Regions from separate parts of the Capra hircus genome. Here region 1 is linked to region 2. A link is a contact called in public Hi-C data. All regions are on one chromosome and are shown on one strand. Each heading gives the region's core, a stretch centred on a gene start, on an enhancer-like site or on the middle of the called end of the contact. The rest is flanking DNA. Distances are from core to core; before and after follow the strand shown. Region 1 has its middle 6.0 kb from the start of LUZP1. Region 2 holds the start of LACTBL1 (putative beta-lactamase-like 1).

What was found. Hi-C and Micro-C count contacts between places; a contact is called where the count stands out from the background.
Region 1: a Hi-C map of blood shows a contact between it and region 2, with 4 times the contacts expected there. The contact joins the enhancer-like site here to the promoter of LACTBL1 in region 2. A contact is called at or near these places in 2 of 5 Hi-C or Micro-C datasets (both in blood).

What each region holds. Positions count from the first base shown.
Region 1 is chr2:6,291,076-6,293,866 of ARS1.2, forward strand. No RefSeq gene overlaps it. Among named protein-coding and RNA genes, the nearest start is that of LUZP1, 6.0 kb to the left of the region's middle. Within about 2 kb of position 1,511, at least 1 of the 5 cell types and tissues checked has an H3K27ac peak or open chromatin away from gene starts, as enhancers often do.
Region 2 is chr2:6,097,820-6,100,519 of ARS1.2, forward strand. LACTBL1 (putative beta-lactamase-like 1) reads right to left here and starts at 1,355. Exons shown (of 7, transcript XM_018067081.1): 1 at 1,351-1,355.

The DNA of each region.
Region 1 (2,791 bases), core at 261-2,760, 190 kb after region 2:
TGTCCCTGGGGCGGACCAAAGCACTTCGTTTTTGCTTCTGGCTGGGGTTCCCTCGGCCTGATTCAGTCTGTTGTGCAGCACAGGCTGGTCTGTTTTTGGAGCCACCTCTGCCCGGTGAGGTTCTGCAGAGCCAGAATGACCACTGTGTGCTCAGTTGCTCAGTTGCATCTGACTCTTTGTGACCCCATGGACTGTAGCCCACCCCCATGGGGTCGGACAGGTGACCCCATGGACTGTGGCCCACCAGGCTCCTCTGTCCATGGGATTCTCCAGGCAAGAATACTGGAGTGGGTTACCATGCCCTCCTCCAGGGGGTCTTCCCAACCCAGGGATCGAACTCACGTCTTCTGCATTGCAGGTGGATTCTTTACCACTGGGTCACCTGGAAAGCCCAGAATGACTACTATGCTACAGCAAAAGACTGTCTTTGAGGGGAAACGAGAACGGAAAGCTCCCCCTTGGGCTTCCACGTGTTGGGCGCTTCACATATTACCTTGCCTAACCACCACAACAGCTTCAAAGGGTAAGCCGTGTTGGCAATCACATTTTATGGATGAGTAAACTGAAGGACTTCCCTGGGGGCTCAGACAGTAAAGCGTCTGCCTACAAAGCAGGAGATCCGGGTTTACTCCTTGGGTCGGGAAGATCTCCTGGAGAAGGAAATGGCACCCCACTCCAGTACTCTTGCCTGGAAAATCCCATGGACGGAGGAGCCTGGTAGACTACAGTCCATGGGGTCTCGAAGAGTCAGACACGACTGAGCGACTTCACTTTCACTTTTCACTTTCTTTTCAAACTGAGGATCAGAGAAGCAGAGTGATCTGTCCAGGGTCACACAGCTGAGAAGTGGCAAGGCTGGGACATAAGACAGATGTGTCTGACACTAGCATGTATTTCTAACCTCGAGGCAACACGGCCCCTCCCCTCCACCCTGGGCCAGGATCCCCTCTCTCTCATGAACCTAAGCTGTTTATTTCTCTCAAGGATCTTCTAGGAAACATATGCTGTAGGAACCAACTTATTCCTCCTGTCGGGGCAGTCCCTTCCCCTGTGAGAACCATCTCTTGGGTAAGACACACAGTGTCAGTGGAGTGACTCAAGCTGGTCATCAGTTCTGAGTGGGTGGAAAGCCAGCCACCGACATCATCACCATGTCTGGTCTCATCTTCTCAACCTCCTGGTTGGGCTCCTTTTCAGTCTCAAGGCGCCCCCAGCTCCCTTCCTCCTTTCACAGCTCAGGTGACTGTTTTCAACACTTAGCTAAGCAAGTCATTCCCCTGATAAATAACCTCCAGTAGCTCCCTGTTGCTCCCAGGATAAAGTTTGAAGTCAGTTATTTGCTGTGGTCCTCAAGGTCCAGCCTACCTCTCCAACCCTCTCTTTGCTCTCAGGCATCCTTGGCCCCCATGGACCCAAATATTCATGGTTTCCAGCCCTGGGGCCTTTGCGCCTGCGGTTCTGTGTGACGCGCGGTGAACGAGCTGCCAGCCTGAGCTGGGCATCTGTCAGGTTCTGGCAGTCTCACCTTCTGCCTGCCCTCTGACCGAGACATCTTTGCCAGGAGGAATTGCTAACCACCGACCTGGAAAAGGGACCAGTCGGGAAGACAGCACCGGCAACTCAGGCGCTGTGTAGAGCCCTGGGAAGCGAGGACATCATCTTGCATCCATGCTCCGTGCCTGAGGCTAGTTGTCTGGGAGGTGACATGATAAAGTGGCGAAGGGAAGCGCGATTTCCTTCCAAGTTCTCCATGATGCCTGTGCCCAAGCTTTTAACAACTCCCTTATGTGGTCTCCTTGGAGGAGGCAGAATTCACCCCTGTGTATGTCTTTAATGTACACAGCCGCCTGACGCTGTCCCAGAGCACGCAGTCTTCCCACCTCATTATCCCCTCCTGCCAGAGAATTGCCCTGAGTGAGGAAGGCACCCACTCGCCTTCGATTTCTGTGCGTTTCTCTGGTGCCCTTCCGCCCCCTGGTGGTCATACCTGGAATAGAGGGATTTCTGCTCTGAGGATGGAAGGGCGTTAAACAAATTCTCCAGGGTAAAAGCATTTTCATCTCAGTCTACATTCCCCTCTAAGAACCCAGGGCTCACCTGCACCTGAAATTTGGAGAGAGGCAGACGTTGATTCCATCGCACTGTGGAATCTTGGGCCTGTCACTTCCACTCTCTGGGTTCAGGATCCTCATTTATAAAAATGGGCCTGAAGAGATTGGGCCCTACCAGCTCTGATGGTCTAGGATTATGTCTGAAGTTCGCTAAGTGACCTGTGACTCTGCCTCCTTCCTTAGCTCAGTGGGAAGAACGTAAATTCCAGGAAGTCAGGGGAGTTGCTGGCTTGTTCCCTCTCTATCACAAGCGCACCGGTCAGTGCTTCATACGTAGATGCGTTACTGGGTTTGCGGCTGCGTTCATAGAAGCACTGCATATACGACGTGGGGCCTCCCTGGTGGCTCGGTGGTAAAGAACCCACCTACCAGTGCAGGAGCCACAGGAGACGCAGGTTTGATGCCTGGGTCGGGACGATCCCCTGGAGAAGGAAATGGTGACCCCCTCAGTTCATGGGGTCATGAAAGAGAGGGACATGAAAGAGTCAGGTAGGACTTAGCAACTAAGCAACAACGATATGCAGTGAAGGAGGTGAAGTCATTCTGCCCATGTCTGAGGTCCCATTTGGGATCAGAACTTTGAAAATGACGTGGAGAAAATGTAACTCATTCATGGGAGGACGAGCAACATAATAGCTGAAAGAGGGATCCCAAAAAAACACATTATATGGGGGAGCAGT
Region 2 (2,700 bases), core at 105-2,604:
GACTTGAAATGGCCATAGGGCATCTCTCCTCTCCCATCCCAGCTGGAAGATGCTCGTGGAGTAGGGACTCAGAGCCAAACTCTCCCAAATCCCAGCCATAACACAGTTTACTCAGCTTCTTCTCCAGGTGGTCTGCAGCCCAGAGACTCTCAGTTCTCTTCTCCTCGTTGGCTACTCTGGGGCAGACCTCCTGGCCCAGTTAGTTATTCAATCAGAATATAATCCCCAGGGGCTGGCTGTGTGTGGGGCCCAGCACTACTCCCTTTGGCTCACATCTGTCCCTTGTGGAGCCAGCAGGGTGGTTGGAGGTCAGACACAAGGGCTCTGGGCCCTGGGACTTGATTCTGGCTCTGCCCTTTTTAGCTGTGGACAAGCTGTGGACAAACGACTTCCCCTCTGCAAGTCTCAGTTTCCTTGTCTGCATAATGGGCACAGCCATCATTCCTACACCTCATAGACTTTAGGGGAGGGTAACTGAGAAAACTACTGGTTTTTCCAGTGGTCATGTATGGATGTGAGAGCTGGACTATAAAGAAAGCTGAATGCCGAAGAATTGATGCTTTTGAACTGTGCTGTTGGAGAAGACTCTTGAGAGTCCCTTGAGCTGCAAGGAGATCCAACCAGTCCATCCTAAAAGAAATCAGTCCTGAATATTCAATGGAGGGATTGATGCTGAATCTGAAACTCCAATACTTTGGCCACCTGATGCAAAGAACTGACTCATTTGAAAAGACCCTGATGCTGGGAAAGATTGGAGGCAGGAGGAGAAGGGAATGATGACAGAGGATGAGATGGTTGGATGGCATCACTGACTCAATGGACATGAGTTTGAGTAAACTCCAGGAGTTGGTGATGGACTGGGAAGCCTGGGCTTGCTGCAGACCATGGGATGGCAAAGAGTTGGACACGACTGAGCGACTGAACTGAACTGAACTGAGAAAATGTAGGCAAAGCCCCTCAAAACTAGCTACTCACAAACTGGTAGCTGACGCTGTTATAATAATTCCTCTGGGAAAGAGATGTAAACAGATCATGCCACAGGGCTCTTGGGGGCTCTGGGATGCCGCTGCTCAGCCTCAGGGTGGGAGCAGGGGGAAAGTTTCATTGAACAGGTGGTTGGGACTGAGTTGGGGGACACTCCAGTCAGGGTCTCTGAGACAGAAAAAGAGGAGGCTCCATTTCTGGTTTGTTTTGAGAATTTGATAAGTTAATACCCAGAAAACACATGAAATGTTTGCCGGCCTGTGGTGCAAACTCTAGAAATGTGAGTGATGACAAGGAAGGTGATGTGGGGGTGATTTATGAGTTAGGTCAATATGTGAAGCAAGGCTTCATGGGGCTATGCCTCACCTGGGTCTTCACTCTCTCCATGCCGTGAAAGATTCCAGCCCTTGAGGAGTCAGATCTATAGTCCAGGAGACGCTGTGAGTGGGGAAATTGAGTCAGTGGAGAGAAGAGAGTTCCTGGAGGCTGGAAAAGAGAAGAGGGAGCTGGAGGAATGCCAGAAGACGAGGAGGGAAGACGAACACCCAGGAGCCCTCGCGGTTTCCAGACATGAATATGTCTCCCACGTTTTCTCCCCCGCCCACCAACACTACGAGGCTCACCAGGGCAAGGATCCCCATTTCACGAAGCTCCGCCTCAAAGGCAAGGGGAAGGAAACTCAGGGAAAACCCTGGTTGCCCAGGCCTGTCCTGTCTGTCCTGATTTCAGCACGAAAGCCCCAAACCCCTTCCGTCCGGGGGAACCGGGACAGTTGGTCACTCTCCCTGCCACTGTCTCTACCTCCAGCTCCTCCTCCCGCTTCAAGCCTCAGAAACAAGCCTTGTCAGAGCCCTGGGGGCCTGCCCCCGACTCACCCTCTCCTGGCAGGCTCAGGAGGACGGGGCAGCTCCGACCTGCGCCTCCCGGAGCCCCTGTGTTCCCGGGTACAAGGGTGGCCTTGCACAAGCTCCCTGCCGGCTCCCCAAAGGCTGCCAGATGTGGCTCCGATTTCCCAGCACTAATCCCTTCGTGTGTCACACGCCAGGGGATTAGTTTCTGGGGTCCCCGAGCAGCGGGGAGGGTGCACATCTGTCAGGGAGATGGCATGGCACCACGTGACCCAAAACGCTCCAGGCCCAGGAATGCTGTCTCCAAGAGGAGTGTCTGCCCAGCCCCGTGTGGGGACGAAAGGTGATGGGAACTGCCGGGAAACAGCCTCGACTCAACCCTGGGGCCTCCCAGAACTGCCACCACCCACACCAGCTCCTCCAGCGACCTCTGAGGAAACCTCGGCCCCAAGAAACACAGTTCAAAGGCCACCGGGATCAGCCTCGTTGTTACATATTCATTTGTGTGTGTGTGTACTCACTCGCTCAGCTGTGTGTGACTCTTGGCCACCCCGTGGACCATAGCACCGGGCTCCTCTGTCCATGGGATTTTCCAGGTAAGGATACTGGAGTGGGTTGTCATTTCCTTCTTCAGGAGATATTCTCAACCCAGGGGTCGAATCTCACCTCCTGCAACGGCAGGCGGATTCTTTACTGCTGAGTTACCTGGGAAGTCCACACATATTCACAGAACTCCGTTCAAATCCCAGTTCTGTAACTACCTTGGGGCCCTCTTTGTTTTTCCATCTATGAAATGGGTGTGATGTCTATGTTATTGTGAGGATTACTCTGCAATATGTGTGTGCAAAGCAGATAGCCCAGGACCTGG